2 separate regions of the Mus musculus genome follow, and region 1 is linked to region 2. A link is a contact called in public HiChIP or PLAC-seq data. All regions are on one chromosome and are shown on one strand. The core of a region is the stretch at or near the end of the contact, and the rest is flanking DNA. Distances in the headings are between cores, read along the strand shown.

Evidence for each region. HiChIP or PLAC-seq counts read pairs in DNA pulled down with a chosen protein or histone mark.
Region 1: a contact with region 2 is called in an H3K27ac HiChIP or PLAC-seq map of extraembryonic endoderm stem cells, with 4 times the contacts expected there. The contact joins the enhancer-like site here to the promoter of Cdkn3 in region 2. A contact is called at or near these places in 6 of 39 promoter capture datasets (the C10 cell line, HPC-7-derived erythroid cells, embryonic stem cells and 2 more), 1 of 15 datasets of contacts at CTCF or cohesin (pro-B cells), 4 of 484 Hi-C or Micro-C datasets (B cells, the HPC-7 cell line, cranial neural crest and 1 more), 4 of 115 datasets of contacts at active chromatin or transcription factors (astrocytes, extraembryonic endoderm stem cells, large pre-B cells and 1 more) and 2 of 9 other capture datasets (embryonic stem cells and pancreatic islet).

What each region holds. Positions count from the first base shown.
Region 1 is chr14:47,085,649-47,088,348 of GRCm38.p6, reverse strand. It overlaps Samd4 (sterile alpha motif domain containing 4), which reads right to left. Exons shown (of 13, transcript NM_001037221.2): 10 at 389-590. Among named protein-coding and RNA genes, the nearest start is that of Gm10371, 29 kb to the left of the region's middle. Within about 2 kb of position 1,413, at least 146 of the 459 cell types and tissues checked have an H3K27ac peak or open chromatin away from gene starts, as enhancers often do. A contact at or near this core is called in B cells, the HPC-7 cell line, astrocytes and 3 more, where this site is marked.
Region 2 is chr14:46,759,143-46,761,842 of GRCm38.p6, reverse strand. It overlaps Cdkn3 (cyclin-dependent kinase inhibitor 3), which reads right to left and starts at 1,302. Exons shown (of 8, transcript NM_001360041.1): 1 at 1,195-1,302. The coding sequence starts at 1,203.

The sequences.
Region 1 (2,700 bases), core at 164-2,663, 330 kb before region 2:
AAACAATCCTGTGGACTCACCATTGCAGCCGGGACTGTGAGGAAAAAGTCAAAGGAAGCTTATTAAATGCCCACCCAGACCTGGAAGGTGATGGGGTATGTTGGGGGGGGGGCAAAGATCAAGCAGAAGTAGCCCTTGCATGCCTGTCTACAAGGGTCCCAGAGATAAATGTAGCACTAGCTTTCCCAAGCAGCAGACATGAGTTTTTCCGTCTCCAGGGAAACAACGCAAACAGTGATTACCTGACAAGCATAGGCTCAGCTATCTCCTGGTTTAGATTCCCCTGGGGTCTTATCTTTCCATGCAGGAGACTGTCTGGGTTGGAGACATCTTAAAGCCTCAGTCCCTGAGCTTGGTCAACCTCCCTGCTCCCCAGAGCAGAACAAACCTGTCTTCCTTGTTTCATGATGGTGGGGTTGGCAGCGGTGTGGCGCTGGTTGGAGCTGACAAATCCACTGGTGCCCAGGAGACCAAGGCGGGCGGAAGGGACATTCCGAGATGCGATCTGGTACTGTCGTGGGTTCCGTCTGCCCATGCCGCTGCCCACAGAGCTGGCTGTTGGGAGGGAGTTGGACTGCCCAAAGCCACGACTGTGAGAGCAAAGAGAAGAGATCCAGAGGTTCTGGCTCCAGCCCTACATAGCCCAGGCTGCCAGTGGGGTCTCTTGGGGACTGACAAGAGGTTTGGGGGTGCCAATAATAGGCTATGAATCAAACTGTACCTAGTATCTAAAAGCAACAGCACATGCTAAATGTTGGCGCATGCACACTACTCTTAACCCACAAGACAGCCCTATGAAGTAGGCTTCCTAATCTTCACTGCTAGAAAAACTCAGAAAGCTTGAGGATTTTGCTATCGACACACAACCAGCAGGGGGCAGCACTCAAATATGAACCCAAAAGGGGAGCTCAAAGAGTCCCCTGCCTTCTATTCTTGTCTAGTCCAACCTGTGGGTCTGTGCATGAGGCCATGGTGCCTTTCAAGAAGCCACAAAGCAAAATAGTAGGGTCAGTATCTGGATCTGATTCCGTTCTGGTGCGCCTTCCATGATGGCGTGGTTCATTGCTGATCAGGTTGTCTGTAAGCAGTCTTAGATGGAGGACCCGATTGAAATATAAGCTCTGTTAGAAAGGACTGTATGTGTCTTCTTCAGCCCCTTATGTCCCAGGCCCGAGGCACGGAGTCAGAATTTTGCAGAGTAAATGCTGTTTGATATTTCTCCAACTGGGAGGTCACTGCGGTGTGTGGATGACTCCATACACACCTAGGATAGTCCAGTCTCTTCGTTCCCCAGGTCTTTCCTGCAGGGCGGCCCTCACCAGGGCTGGCAAGGCTCCGCTTTTCGGGTCCACGCAGGAGGCTGCTCCCAGCGGGGTCGGATGAGCTCAGCGGAGAAGCCTCCACCAGCCCCGGGCTTCTGGAACCGGACACATTCTTTCCAAGGGAGTCAGGCAGCTTTAGTTATTCAGGAGGGTGAAGGAGGTCTGCGTGGCGGGCAACGGCCACTAGATGGAGCAGAGTCGCTTGGTTGCTAAACTGGGGAGTTTTCGCCAAGCTTACCAGAAGACCCTGCAGATGAGCTGATTTAGCTTAGCCAGTGGAGGTCCAGGGGGCCATTCACAGCAGGTACTTCCTGCGCCAGAGATGGTTGTGTGTGAGTGCGGGGCGGGGGGAGGGGAGGTGGCGTCTGAGGTGGCAATGCAAAAGTTCCCGAGTTCCTAAATGTCTTAGGGAGAGAAGGTTCCAGGCTTTTGAGGCCAAGAAGGGTGTTGTAGAACCCATTCAGAAGAAGAGGTTCTTCTCTTGGGTTCTTGGTCTCTCTGTTTATCTTATCTTCCCTTTCCTCATTGAAAACTGAAAATTAGCGTGAGGCCATTCCATGCAATCAGAGACCCCAGGGAGGTAACTTGTAAAAGTGGCAGCAAGTGTGGGGGGGGAATGGGGGGGGATTTCCGCTTTCAGCTGTTAAGAACAGGTCCTCTGGCTTCTGAAGTCAGAATTTGGGCCACCTGGCAGATAGATGATCAGTATCTGCTAAGACTCCCCCCACCCCTTACTTGGTGTGAATAGATTTTTCTCACTTCCCTCTTTGGCTGGATTTTTAGAAGGCTATTTCTATATGCAAAACAGTAGTGGATGAGTGTTGCCTTAAAATGATCTGTTCTTCCACGAAAGCAACACTGTAGCTTGTAAAAAAATTTTTTTTTGAGACAGGGTCTAACTATGTAACACAAGCTAGCCTCAAACTGCCTTCCCGCCTCAACCACCCAAGTGCTGGGACTACTCAAGAAAATCAGACCTGGATCAAGACTGTATTTTCTAGCCACATCAAGGCCAGAAGGCTCTGTTAGGGCAGTCGGTGAAGAAAAGGAGAACCCTGACATTCCCAAGAGTTAGGACTCAGCTGTTTGGGAGAAGGAGTAAAGCCCAGAGTATTCCGGGGTCTGGGAGGTGGTGGTGGTGGTGGTGGTGGTGGTGGTGGTGGTTACAGTATAGCGGAGGCAGAATTTTGAGAGGCCTTCTTCTTCCTGATGGTGGAGTCTAGCTGTGGTGTCCTCAAAAGGTTATTTTTACAAAGCCAGGTTTTTCTAGAGTTGCTGCCGCTGACAGTGGGATTGAACTCTGAGGTCAGTTAGGACCACTCAGCTTAAGGAAATAATTATGTTTCCCAAGAAAGAACAAATGCCAAATTAAAGTCCC
Region 2 (2,700 bases), core at 53-2,552:
TGGTATACATGGCCAGGCTGGCTCAAAAGAAAACACAATATGGGTGGAAGGGTGGAGGATTGTGTATTCAGTAGAGATGACCCAGAAGAGACAAAGCCAGTGGACACTGCTCATCCCCTTTCTAAAACAAAAACAAAAACAAACAAACAAACAAACAAAAAACCCTTTCCACTCCCTAATTGGAACCATCTGAGATCAGACATTTGAACAACACGTGTATACAAAAATATTAGTTTTAAAGAATGTCAAAAGGAGAAAGTAGACTGCGGCTGTGTGATTCCCACATCCATCCAGATCTACCCCTTCCCAGGCAGCAGTGGACTACAGAGGACTCACTTGTGCTTGCCAGAGGAGGTAGATCTCAAGAGAGGAGGAAATAGCGAGCTCTACGTGTGTTCAGTTCCTCTATACCAGAGGTCAGATAGCTCACTCTTCCTCTGGCAACAATGCAGTCGGTAGGCAGCTGACACAGTGGACACAAGACTTGCAAGAGTAACCACCTGACTGCTTGGCTTTCAAGCTCTTCTAGAAAGGTCTTGCTGGAGGAACAGGTGATAACTGGCTGAAATTATAGATTGCGGTTTCTTTGGATTGCTCTTTGGTATAAAACACAACGGAACCCAAATGAAGCCTTTAAGTGGAGTGTCAGCTATGAGGTAGAAACGATATGTCAGGTGGGGCTTCCAAGTCATGGCTAAGACCCCTTTTCTTTCTCCTATAAAACCAGATTTTAAGCTTGTGTGACTTTTCACTCCACCCCTCTCAGCCTGCTGTGGATAAATGCTAACAGGCTTAGACGTCCCTGCCTTCCTCAGGCCCAGGGATTCTGACCTGCAGGAAACAAGACGCAGTGCCCTGAGCTTTCTGAGGGAGGGTGGCTATCGTGATGTCACTCACAAACGGGGTCGTTACAGCCTCTGCATCTGAGGCATCAAGCCACCCACAACCCCGGCCGTGACAGCCTCTGCATCTGAGCTGTCAAGCTGAATGGCTTGGCCCTCTCTGGCAGGGTCGTCGTGAGGCCCCTCAGGTGGGCAGCGAACCGCAGTGCCACAGATCTGCCACTCAGCCTCCCCGACGCGCAGGGCGGTTACTGTGCGAATCGCACCGCTGGCCGCCCAGCAACGCAGCCGAGGCGGTCCAGCGTCTGGCCCCGTGGCGAGGATCCTTCGGGTCCCGGACAGCCCCACTCACCGGCTTCATCGCGGGTCGCCACTCGCCGTAACCAGTGCCGCCGCCCTCGCAGCCTTTAGGACACCGCCCGCGAAGAGCCCGCCCCCGTCAGTCCATTGGTCCGCCCACGTAGGAGGTGGCGCGGGGCGTTCCAGAAACCAATCATATCCTCGCTCTGTTTCTTACTCCGGGGCCTTGCTCAGCCTCTGACTACTCATTGGTTCAGAGGAAGTCTTTGAAAGACGCGCGGAAGGAGGGCCCGGAAGAAAGGGGATTGGCTTGGAGGGCTCCGCCCCTCCGCCAGTTGAGGGCGTGGACGTGGCGAGAGGCGGAGCGAGGCGAAGTGGTTCCTCACAAGTCCAGCGCTTTGGAGACTTTCTGGACTTAATTTCTGAATGATACCAGGATAGGGAGCATTTTCTTTTAAATTGTTTTAACTTTCAGGGCGTGGTAATTGGTGGAGGAGAGCCTTGCATAGGAGGTGTCCCTGGGAAAACTGACATTGCTGTCATATCTAGTCATGTAGATACTTTGGAGAATACTAAATAAAGAGCATAGGCATACTTGACATTGGATGTTCTGTATGTTCTGGATGTTCCAGGATGTACATAAGTTAATGTGTAGATCAGTCTTCCTGTTCACCAAGTAGGAATGTGCTAATATTGTATGAAAAGGAGATAAAATGATATGGGGGTTGGGGGTGGGGTCGACCTTGTCAGGCTTAATCAGCGCCAATATAAGACTGTTCTGAGCCTGCTACATGGGCGCAAGGAACTGAACTAGGGTCCTCTCTGAGAGGACACGCTCTTTATTGGTGAATCTTCTCTCCATTAACTCCCCTGCCCCCCCCCCCCCACCTTCCATTTTCAGTCTTCATTTAGCTGGCTTTGGGAAAGAAAGTCACCTGGAGCAATAGTATCATGGAATTTGAGAAAAGCAGAAGTTTCCTCTTTTACCCTTATGTCAAAGTCAGTGGGCACAGGGCTAGTAGTTAGGGAAAGAAGACAGCACGATTTGACTTAGAAATAGCATTAGTCACGATCCTTCGGAGAAATAGAAGTTGTGTGTGTGTGTGTGTGTGTGTGTGTGTGTGTGTGTGTGTGTGTGTAAAAGAAATGACTTCGGAATGCTGGTGAGTTCAAAATCTAGTGAGAGGTTAGTGGCTGTTGACTCAGAAGATCAGATCAAAGTTCAAGTTCAAAGGCAGAGTGTTGTGGGGGCCAGGAAGAGTCTGTGCTGTAAATTAACTGTGAAAACCATAAGCTAAAGAATCCTCCTTGTGTTAAGAGAATCTTAGCTTTTGTAATATCCAGGCTTCCAACTTGGAAGACAATCTGCTTTACCCAAAGTCTACCAACTTAAATGTAAATTACATCCCCTAATATTCACAATAGTGTTTTTCTAAATATCTGAGCACCTGGCTTAGCCAGGTCAATGCATGTCTTAGTTAGGGTTTCTCTTGCTGCAACGAAACACCATGACCAAAAAGCAAGTGGGGGAAGAAAGGGTTAATTTAGCTTACACTTG